Regions from separate parts of the Mus musculus genome. Here all the other regions are linked to region 2. The links are chromatin contacts, called in public promoter capture Hi-C maps. All regions are on one chromosome and are shown on one strand. The core of a region is the stretch at or near the end of the contact, and the rest is flanking DNA. Distances in the headings are between cores, read along the strand shown.

What was found. Promoter capture Hi-C pulls out the DNA fragments that hold promoters and counts their contacts.
Region 1: a contact with region 2 is called in a promoter capture Hi-C map of stem cell-derived epiblast-like cells, with 2.9 times the contacts expected there. The contact joins the promoter of 4930526F13Rik here to the promoter of Lman2 in region 2. A contact is called at or near these places in 1 of 39 promoter capture datasets (stem cell-derived epiblast-like cells) and 1 of 115 datasets of contacts at active chromatin or transcription factors (embryonic stem cells).
Region 3: a contact with region 2 is called in a promoter capture Hi-C map of pre-B cells, with 5 times the contacts expected there. The contact joins the promoter of Ddx46 here to the promoter of Lman2 in region 2. A contact is called at or near these places in 21 of 39 promoter capture datasets (the 3T3-L1 cell line, 3T3-L1-derived adipocytes, the C10 cell line and 13 more), 1 of 15 datasets of contacts at CTCF or cohesin (large pre-B cells), 4 of 484 Hi-C or Micro-C datasets (B cells, Sertoli cells, embryonic fibroblasts and 1 more), 15 of 115 datasets of contacts at active chromatin or transcription factors (the SCID.adh cell line, astrocytes, bone marrow-derived macrophages and 9 more) and 5 of 9 other capture datasets (adipose tissue, embryonic stem cells, liver and 2 more).

Annotation. Positions count from the first base shown.
Region 1 is chr13:54,928,718-54,932,563 of GRCm38.p6, forward strand. It overlaps 4930526F13Rik (RIKEN cDNA 4930526F13 gene), which reads right to left and starts at 1,544. Exons shown (of 2, transcript NR_167670.1): 1 at 1,433-1,544.
Region 2 is chr13:55,360,677-55,364,109 of GRCm38.p6, forward strand. Lman2 (lectin, mannose-binding 2) reads right to left here and starts at 2,107. Exons shown (of 8, transcript NM_025828.3): 1 at 1,712-2,107; 2 at 1,445-1,563. The coding sequence starts at 1,913.
Region 3 is chr13:55,633,746-55,637,201 of GRCm38.p6, forward strand. It overlaps Ddx46 (DEAD box helicase 46), which reads left to right and starts at 1,254. Exons shown (of 23, transcript NM_001282055.1): 1 at 1,254-1,450. The coding sequence starts at 1,434.

The sequences.
Region 1 (3,846 bases), core at 294-2,793, 430 kb before region 2:
ATGTATATATATATGTAAATGTGTGTGAATGTATATATATGCAAGTGTATATAGATGTGTATTCATATATATGTATATATATGCAAATGTGTACAGATGTGTATTTGTATGCATACATGTAAGTGTGTATAGATGTATATATGTGCGTGTATGGATGTACATTTGTATATATGTATACCTTCTATCAGTTCTATTCCTCTAGAAAGCCCAGATTAATACAGTGCTTGAGAAACAACAGCCAATGTGTACCTTCGGCCTCCTCATGCACACTTATTACCCTAACACATATATGGATCCCAACATATACACACACATGTACACAGTAAATAAACAAACAAACACATAAATGAAAGAAAGAAAGAAAGAAAGAAAGAAAGAAAGAAAGAAAGAAAGAAAGAGAGAGAGAGAGAGAGAGAGGGAGGGAGGGAGGGAGGGAGGGAGGGAGGAAGGAAGGAAGAAGTAAAGAAACTCATGTTAGACTGACTCAGAGAAACAAGGAACTGGAGATAGAGAGATGGTGCAGGGGACTGGATCTCAGTTCCCAGCATTCACACTTGACAGCACACAGCCATCTGTAACTCCAGCTCCTGTGGGGATCTGATACCCCCTGTGGTCTCCTAGAATACCTCACACATGATGCGCACATACAGACAAGCAGACACACGTAGACACATAAATAAGTGTTCAGTTTAAAGAGTAAGACAACTTTGACAGTACTTCGACAGCCATCCCCCCCATGGTGGCCCCTGGCAATTCCCACAGACTCAACAACCCCAGAAGAAATGAGGGACTCAGTTTTCAGGATCATGGGCTCATAATGTCAGAGATGGCACACCATGGGTGACCAAGCCTCAGCTAGGTGACTATGTCCCCCAGGGAGATCTAGCAGAGAGAGCAGAAACCAATGTACACATTGTCCATGTTTGTTTATTTCAGTAATCCCAGGGCCTTCTAATGCAAGAATGTCTGTGTAAATGACAATCACCACTGTGGACATAAAACCAGGGCCTGGTGGTGCAGGGGGTCATTATATGGACCTTCAGAGGTCTGCTCAGTGTAACTGTCACCAGAGTGACAGACAACAGAAGCTTCACATTCAGCAAAATGACCCAGATCTTTGTTTTGTAACGGGACTAAAATACAGACTCCAGAGACTCAGACCCAGGCAGGCTCTAGGGGTCCTTGTAAGGAAGACCTGGAGAGAGGCAGTGACTTCAGGCTGGGTCCCTAACAGGAGGCGTTGCCACGTCAGTTACAAGTGACAGAAAATATGGCGTGTCAGGTGAGGTAAAGTCACAGAGCACTGAAATAGTGATCGTGGTTTCCTGACTTCAAGTTTGGCTAATCCAGGTGCTCATCGGTCGCCAGGAATGCGCCTGTATGCGCCTACCTCACACAGGCCTGTGTTCCTCTGCCTTGCCAGCATCCTCACCTGATGAGCATCACAGGCCTGGCACCTCTGACCAGCAGTTCCTGCGGGAAGAAGACACCTGCTTCCTGGGATCCCAGCATCCACTTGGACTGTTGAGTTCCCTATACACTCTGGTAACCAGGGTGACGGGAGCAACAGTAGCCAAGTCTGAAGTGTGCCCCTCCCCCGGGGACCAGTGTCTTCAGAAGCTCAAGAACTAGCAAAGGAAAGGGGTGGTCCACAGAGAGGGACGTGCTTGCAGGAAAAAACAACAGATGTCCCCACTTGGAGAGACATGTGAGGTGGGGGTGTGCAGCCCCAAGCTGGGCAGAGACAAAGGCTGGTTAGGGGAGTGGGATGGAAGAAAGGCTTGCCTTGGCATCAGGGATAGGATGGCAGAGACCTTCCCCTGAAGGGGTGCCTCTCACTGCCAGCTGTCAGGAGGTCATTCTCCTTTGTAGGGGCTACAGGCCATCCCCAAAACTGGCTAAAGCTGGAGTCACTAAGAGTGGCTGTTGCCAGAGAGCCTGTACTGGATCCAGCTTTGCCGGGGGAGTGGATCCACCAGGTAATGGGAGCAGACCCAATTGTGGTACTGACTGCATGGATTTTGTTGTTGTTGTTGTTGTTTTTATTTCTTTTTTTTGGTTTTTTGAGAGAGGGTTTCTCTGTGTAGCCCTGGCTGTCCTGGAACTCACTCTGTAGACCAGGCTGGCCTCAAACTCAGAAATCCACCTGCCTCTGCCTCCCAAGTGCTGGGATTAAAGGCGTGCACCACCACTGCCCAGCCTGACTACATGTTTTAACTGAGGCCAGCACCTGCCCTTGTGTTTTTCCTGGGCCTAACTTGGACTCAGTCTGAGAGAAATATGCATATCAGGGCCAAGACTTGACAGAAATGGCTCTGGCCTACAAGGAGGGAAGGAACTTTAAATCTGGTCTGGCCTTTGGCTGGGTGACCTTCACTTAATCACTAACCCTCTCTGAGCCTTCAGATTCCTTATCTATCAAGTGAGGAAGTTGGAACATGGTTCCCAAGTCCCCAATGGGCCTTAATAGCCATTGGATAGTCCTCTACATGAAGGAGACCCTGGCTATGGCACCAAACTTCCCTCCCATTCCTTGTTCCCTGAAGACTCCAGCTCTAGGCTGTGGGTCTCTTTCGGTGCCCTGGAAGGGCTAGGCCAAGGGCAGAGGTGTCTAAGGCATGGTAATTACTGTAAGAGTGGAGTTTAAGCTCTTGGCTTTATAGGGTAGAGGCCTCTGTCAGCAGAAAGCCAAGATCTCCCCGGGTGAGAGTTAATTTCCTCAGTGGCTCGTTTTCCTTCCTCGCCATCATTTTTCCTCAGCTGCTTTATGGCCTCGCAGCCATTTGGAGCAGCAGGCAGTGGCAGCAGCTTCGTGCACAGCAATGGGAAGCCCCCAAGTCCCCCATGTTGGGACTAAAGGGTGGTCGGGTTCTCCCATGGGCAGTGATTCTGTGAACTCTGCCAGGCCCAGCCAGGCTGTTCCCTACTGGGCCCCTGGCACCTCCTGGACAGGCTCGCAAGGAAAGAATGTCTTGGTCTGGCCAGCCCGTTATGTCTTGAGTCCCTTAGTGAGCAGCCATAGACTTTGCCTTTAGCTCAGCATGGAAAGACAAGGAGAAAGAGCACTAGCACTCAGAGAGGCCTGGGCTGGTTCAGGTCCAGCCTCACCAGTACCTGTCACCTGAGACAGTGTCTTTGTCCCTGGGTGCTCCCTTCTAAAGAATGGTTATTTAACTGTAGCTGCCTATAGGAATGGAAGGGTGGTGCCACCTGGTGCTCCCCAATGTCAGCCCACACTCACACCACCTTATGCCTTGACTATCCCACCTCCTATGCACCCCATGAAGACATTGTACCAAACTGGAGAGGAACAGGATTTCTAGATATGCAATTGAATGACCTTTGGAAGACCCTGTGGTTCCTAGAAAACAAAGAACAAAAACAGGGAGTTCCAAACAGCCTTGCAAAGGAGGGGGTGCCAATCGCTTGTCAGAGTGGGATAAGACTGCTAACTGCCCATTAATGGGAAGGCCAAAGCGGAGACAGGAGGCAGTCTGCTGAGATAGCCGTGCTTTGTGCAAACCAGGCTGGGTGCCGTCAGTTCTGAGGTGGACACCCTCACAGGCCCAGCAAAGTGAAGTTCCCCCTCTGAGGCCATAGTCTCCCATGTGGAAGCTGTACACTGCAGATTTGGAGAAAGTGCCACCTGAGCTCAAGGCACCAGGTGACAATGAGAGGTGACAAGGATAAGAATCAAGGGTGCAGTTGGTGGAGTGGAGTCTGGGCATAAGTCCACTGAGCCCCTGGTGAGCAGAGTTGAGGACCTCAGTTCTAGTCCGCAAATCGGTCATGAAGAAGACTGAGTGTGCTGGCTGAGCATACTGCAGACGAGGGCCGTGCTCTACC
Region 2 (3,433 bases), core at 857-3,356:
CAATCTATTGCACCACAGAATAAAATAAAAAGGGAAGAACAAAAAAAGTATCTGAAAAGCCTAGCCAGAATGATGTGACAGACTGCGACTTGGGGACATGAGGTTTAATCGAGCACTTGGTGTGCGTGGCATTTGAACGCAGACGTAACAGATGAGAAGTAACCAAGGAGCAGTCACGAAGAACCAGGAGGCACTGTCCCAGACAGAGTGAGCAAGACCAAAGCCCCTGAGGGAAGAAGGCAACCAGGCAGACAGGCTGGAACAAACTGACAGAATGACTGGAGATGTCAGTCATGGAGGGACACGCTGTGCTGAGAGAATGTAGTTTTCCATTCATGAGAGAGCTCAGGCTCTAAGGGACAGAGCCAAAGCTGAAGGAAGAGGGTAACCACAGACGCCCCTAGCAGCACTGTGGAGGCAGGAGGCAGGGAGAGAGGAGGTGCTGCGGGGACGAGCCAAGTGAGGCAACACAAGGACAGTGTAGTCTCCCAGAACTAATGGCAAAATCAACCAGAAGGGCCAAGAGAATACAGTGATGGAGAAAACTAGGCCACTGCTGACAGTAGAGGGAGAAGGGAGGGTTAGACCAAGCAGGCTAGAGAGAAGCAGGTTTCTTTTCAAGCCATGGCCTATCCCTAAATCACTTCTTTTCTCCCCTTGGACAACCTACACTCCTTGGTGTAGACATTGCACAACACTGTTACCACACCAAGGCAATAACATCTCTGGCTCCCTGCTCTCTAAAGGCAAAGGCCACAGCCAGTAAGTTCAGTGTAGATATAGCTAACAAGACTCTCAACCTAGCACAGAGAAAGGTAACTAGGACTGTTAAATATCTTGAAGGGGGGTTCTCCCATTGCTAACCAGGAGGCATCGGGTGTATCAAGGGAATTGATAAGAGTGGAGATCAGAAAGATCAGTTGAAATACTGTTTATTCTATTCGGTGGCTATATACTACCTCAGCATAAAGTCACGAAATCTATTCATTCCAAACACCTTGTTTGAGAACTAAATCTGGTAAGGTTTGGCAAGGTCAGTACCCTACACACAGTAAAATAGGCCGTAAGGATAAAGTTTCGCCCTTCCCTCGATTAAGTGGGTTCGATTTAGTCTGACAACTCCACTCATTTCTTGTTCTATGACTTCAGGGATGTTCAACTCTGCACCTTGGCTTCTTGCTTCGTAAGCCATCAAAAAAGCAGACATCATTACTTACCTTGTGTGATTTCTGAAGAAAGAGGTGAAAGTGTTTTAAGAGTCACGCACACTTTCTGACATACAGTAACTATACAAGTCGCTCTGAACGATCTGTGCGACCAGGACAGAAAAATCGGCAGGACAAGAAAAAAAAGGAGCACGTGTATCTACTAAGCTTGGTTGCTGACGAGGCAGGGACTACTGTGTCAGTGAACGGTCATGTTCAGCCTCTTGGGAGAGCCTCACCTGGTGGTTCCAGATCGAGCCCTCTTTGCTGCGCTCGTCCGGGGTCAGGCGCACGTACTGGCTCGTCAGCATCGTGCTGCCTTGGAAGTCCCAGAGCGGCATGGAACTGGAACCGACCCCTGTGGGCAGAGACGGACGTGGACAGGTGCTCAGAGGGCCGCGCCAGAAATCTACTGCGCTGCGCTGCTCTGCTCGACAGAACGGGCCATGCCCTCCTCCATCCCACTTCGGCCCGCGTCCTCACCCTCAGCTACAGGCCTCCCTCACCTTGGTAGGGCTTGATGAGCGAGTGCTCCCGCTTGAGGTGTTCGCTGTTGCCGTCGGTGATATCCGCAGCCACCGGCCCCAGCAACAGAAGCAAATGTAGAAATGTCGTGGGGCTCGGGCCGGGGCCAGGAAGCCCAGGCCTCCCTGGGCACCGCTGACCCCAGCCCCAGCCCCAGCGCCAAAGCCAGGCCTCGGCCGCCATTCTCCTTGTTCTCTCGGCCACTTCCGCCCTAAGACTTCCGCCTTCCGGGTGTCTTTTCTAATGGTCTCCGGCCGGAAGCCCTCCAAACTAGGATCACAGGAGAGTTAAGAAGGAAAGCCTCGCCGCCAGCGGGATGGCAGCCTTATTGGCTGGCCAGCCTCCTATCCCAGTAGAGCGCGGCTCCATAACTTTGGAGGTTCCTGGTCGCCTGACAGCCGGCCACGGCCGAGGGTTCTCATGAGCGACAAGGGGATCCAACCAATCATGGAGCAGCACGTTAGGCTTGCAGGCCAACGAAATGCAGAGGTCTCTCCTGGGACGGGGGAAAGCGAGCAGCGTCGTCGAAGCGGAGCATGCTGGAACTTGTAGTTTCGCGGTCTGCTTGTGCAAGCCGAGCACCCTGCTCAGTCCTAAGCTTCTGAAAAGATGGTGACTTTGAAGTGACCTTTCCAGTACAGTGGGAAAGCCTCACTGGAGTGACTCGGTGGGTGGGGCAAATCCTTTAGGCCACCTCAAGCTAGTACCACGCCTCTGGAGACTTAAAAGAGGCCAGTTATTTGAGGACCTCCTCTACCCCGCAATGACTCCAGCAGTCAGATAGAAGCAGGAGGAGCAGATCAGATTCTGACCTGGAACCTCAGGGAACGCCGGAAGACATCTGACTCCAAAAAGTATCAGTTCTTGTTGACACACCAAGTGTGTGTGGAAGGACCCAGGACAACTGGCTCCGGATAGTTGAACACTGTGGTCTCTAGCCCAGATACCATTCTATTGTACCTATTAATCTACTTAGGAAAAAGTTTAGTTGCCAGTACTATTTTTATTTTTTTTTAAAAAAAAAAAAGGAGCTTAAATTTACCTTAGAAATCCTGATTTCAGGGGCTGCAGAGATGGCCCAAGGATTAGGCGTACTTACTGCACCAGGCTGGCCTTGAACTCACAAAGATCTACTCGCCTCTCCTTTCTAAGCACTGGAATTAAAGACATGTGCTATTTATGCATGCCTTCCAATATACTTTAAATCATCTCTAGATTACATGTAACACTTAACAAATTGTATGTAATAGTGATGTTGATAGGAAACCCCAAAAAAGTTTGTGTTCAGTAAAAAGTGTGCTGGCTAGTTTTGTTTTGGTTTTGATTTTGGTTTTTTGAGACAGGGTTTCTCTGTATAGCCCTGTCTATCCTGGAACTCACTCGACAGACCAGGCTGGCCTCAAACTCAGAAATCTGCCTGCCTCTGCCTCCCAAGTGTTGGGATTAAAGGTGTGCACTATCACCGCCCAGCAGAAGTGTGCTGGCTAGTTTTATGTCAACGTTTCACAAGCTAGAAAGGAAGGAACATTTGAGTTGAGAAAATGCCTCCATAAGATCTGGCTATAGGGCTGGAGAGATGGCTCAATGGTTAAGCGCACTAACTGCTCTTCCAGAGATCCTGAGTTCAATTCCCAGCAACCACATGGTGGCTCACAACCATCTGTAATGAGATCTGATGCCCTCTTCTGGTGTGTCTAAAGACA
Region 3 (3,456 bases), core at 4-2,503, 270 kb after region 2:
CAGAGAAAGCCTGTCTCAATAAACAAAGAAAACAAACAAACAAACAAACAAAAATAGGCCAGGCAGTAGTGACGCATGACTTTAATCCCAGCACTTGGGAGGCAGAGGCAGATGGATTTCTGAGTTCGAGGCCAGCCTGGTCTACAGAGTGAGTTCCAGGACAGCCAGGGCTACACAGAGAAACCCTGTCTCAGAAAACCAACCAACCAACCAACCAACCAGCCAACCAAAAACCAATGACCGCACCTGCCAATGGTGTGATGCATGGCCCCAGGCATCCAGGTGTTCTTCTAGAATGCATTGTCTGTTCCTTTTCTGGTTTTGAGTTTGTTTTAAAATAGTTGCTCAGTGGTTCCCTTTATTAGGCCTAATTGGTTTTCATGAAAACATCCTTTTCCTAGGAAGGCATAGACGCCTCCATTTTTTGCAGTCATGAAGTTAGTCTTTTGCAGTCTTGGAGGACCTCTGTAGGTAGGGAATCTATTTGCTCTTGCTTTGCTTTGTTCTACCAAGGCCAGGTTGTCTTTAATCTGATTGGTCATTTGAGGTGTTTGTAGGCATAGGAAATCCTTTGGGAGGGCTTCTTTGTTCCAGTATAGGGGTAAGTTCGGTAAGTAAAACACTTAAAGGACAGGTCAAAATGTGAATATAAAGATAATAAGCAGAAATGGAGTGATCCAGACAAAGAGCCAGAGCAAGAGGGAGGCCCGTGCTTTTTGTCTGGTGCCTTTGGGCCCCATTTCCTGAGCGGTTGAACGGATCATGTATTCCCCCCTGCCCCGAAAGCTTCCCAGTGTTAAGAACTATTATAATCCTTAGTGCAGTTTATCTCTGTTCTGTAGATTCTAAGTCTTCACATCTCATATTGAAGAGTCTTTCCTCTTCAGTATGATGCTCCTTGTGTCGAAGACACATCACTACTATTAGTTGTCAGGATCTGGCATACACATAAGTGACTCAGTACGGAGCATATAAGGAGACAGGAGCATTAGTTAATGCAGATTAAGGCAAACAGACACACTCCCTGGGAGAGCCGCAGGCTGCATTAGGTTCCTCGGTGGTCTGCAGCGAAGACCCTTTGCAAGGCTGACCTGGCTGATGGCACACTCCATAGCGCCAAAAAGGGCTGCGGGTTGCGCTAGAAAAGTAAGTTGTTGCTGCCGGCGCAGCCCGCGCCGCGCGGCCTCCAGTCGGTTGGTGGCGCTCTGGAGAAGCAGCCGCTTCCTTCCGCCCGCTCCTTCCTTCCGCACCCCGGCACCAGCACATCCTGTTTTCGTTGGCCACGCTCTGATGGCGGTCACTGCTGGAGCTCTGTCCATTTCGTAGGACCGGTCCTCGCTCGGTACCGTGAGAGCTTGCTGCCTCCCTCCTTTGTCCTCTTCATAGGCCTGCGCATCGTCCCCGAGGGCGCAGGCCTTCTGCTGGCCGGCAGCATGGGCCGGGAGTCTCGGTGAGTCCGCGGGCGAGCGGCTTCTTGGGCTCGGAGGGGAGCGAGCGGGTGGAGGGAGCGGCGCTGCGGGTAGAGTGCGGGTGGCCGCGCGTGTGGCTGCTGAGGACCCGGTCACCCGGGCTGTGACGAGGCGCAGCTGGCATGCAGGGCAGCCGATTGCCGTGAGCTTGCGACCACCGGTCGAGCCCTGAGCGGGAACAGTCCCCCTGACCCCACCCCGCCCATCACGGAGCCTCCCGCCTCATCCCCCGGGTCAACCCAGAGCCGGTTCACTCCCGTTCCTCTTCGTCTTCACAACATTGTTTGCCTCCACTCTGGGTTACTTTCGTGCGCACGTGGGCCTCTCTGCCTAAGTCATTTAGAAGGAGCGTATGCAGGCCTTTTTTACGCACCTGCTATATGTGCAGGACCGGCTTTTATTGGGTTACAACAAAAACACCTGTTCCATGGCCATTTATTCCGCGGATACATTTTGTTACTATGTTGCCTGCTTCTTTGTGAAACCTTTCACGCGGGCACCTTACGGTGTCTTCAAAACTTTAGGTTTTAATAACGGATTAGGACCTTGAGGTAGATGATGATGATATTATTACTACTACTACTATTATTATAATCATCATCTTGAAAGATGAGATGACTGGTATGTATGTAGCCAGTCTGAAAGGTACTGTGGTTCACTGTGTAGGGAGAATGAAAACTTGGCGTACTGGGTTAAAACTTAGGTTCAGGGAAACAAGCCAAGTGTGAGTGGAGCAGCTTGAAATTTTTGCAAACCAAAAAAACCTGTAGCATCTTCCGTATAAAGGGTGTATTGCCAGTGACCATGGTTCTTTTTTTGGGGGGGTGGGGGGTCCGAGACAGGGTTTCTCTGTATAGCCCTGGCTGTTCTGGAACTTACTTTGTAGACTAGGCTGGCCTCGAATTCAGAAATCTGCCTGCCTCTGCCTCCTGAGTGCTGGGATTAAAGGCGTGCGCCACCACACCCGGCCTGAATTACCTTTCTTGATCTTGCTGTTATAATTATTATATTTGTATTGCTGGAATCAAAATAACAATAAGACCTTGCCATTTTTTGACTTAGTATCTGTTGGATCCTGTTACTTTCAAGAGGAAATTCAGACTCCCCAGACCTTTCGCAGAAGGTCCTTTTCACCCATTTACCTGCGTACAGTTGACTTCCTGTGGTGCCTGGCTTCCGCTCATCTGGAGCTTTCTAGGTAGATCCTGAGAAGGCTCAGAAAGCGAATGGATTGTTGATTCCTAGTAATGGCAGCCTTCAGTGATGGCGAGGAAGGCTGCTATGAGCTGATGTCAGGGCCTCACACATTCGGAACATGGGCTGGACGACCATGGCCTCTCCCCTCAGCACAGCCTCCCTTTCCTGCTTATTCTGGTCCCATGTGGAGACACCCAGCCCTTCTCTCTTGCCCTCATACTTGGTATTTAATTCATAATTAAGATGAGTCAGTGCTAGTGTTTTGGGCTTCTATGTTTTATCTCCACTGGAGATCTTGGTATTTCTCAGCATCTACTCTCGCTATTCTGACCTAAGCGGGGCTTCTCTGAAGCCGGATGCTTGCTTCAGTCTCATGGTTTCTCTCCTCCTGTTGCCTCCTCCGTTTGATCTGTTCTGTGCTCAGCAACAAGACAATACTTTCGTTTTTATAGATACAAGCTGCGCTTCCAACTGCCAGAGGCACTGCCTCCACCCCTGAGTGCTGGCATTGCATACCTGATTCTTGAGTGATAACTTTAAAAATAGTCATGCTTAAACATCTTCCGGTAACTTTTTCCTTTTTTGTTATTTATTGTAAGAATATTTACTCATGGGGCTGGAGAGGTGGCTCAGTGGTTCAAAGCCCTGGGTTTGCTCCAGAGGATCCAGGTTCAATTCCTAGCATCCACGTGGCTCACAGCTGTCTGTAACTCCAGTTCCACGAGTGCGCGCGCGCGCACACACACACACACACACACACACACATTTGTCCTCAGGTATATACATATAC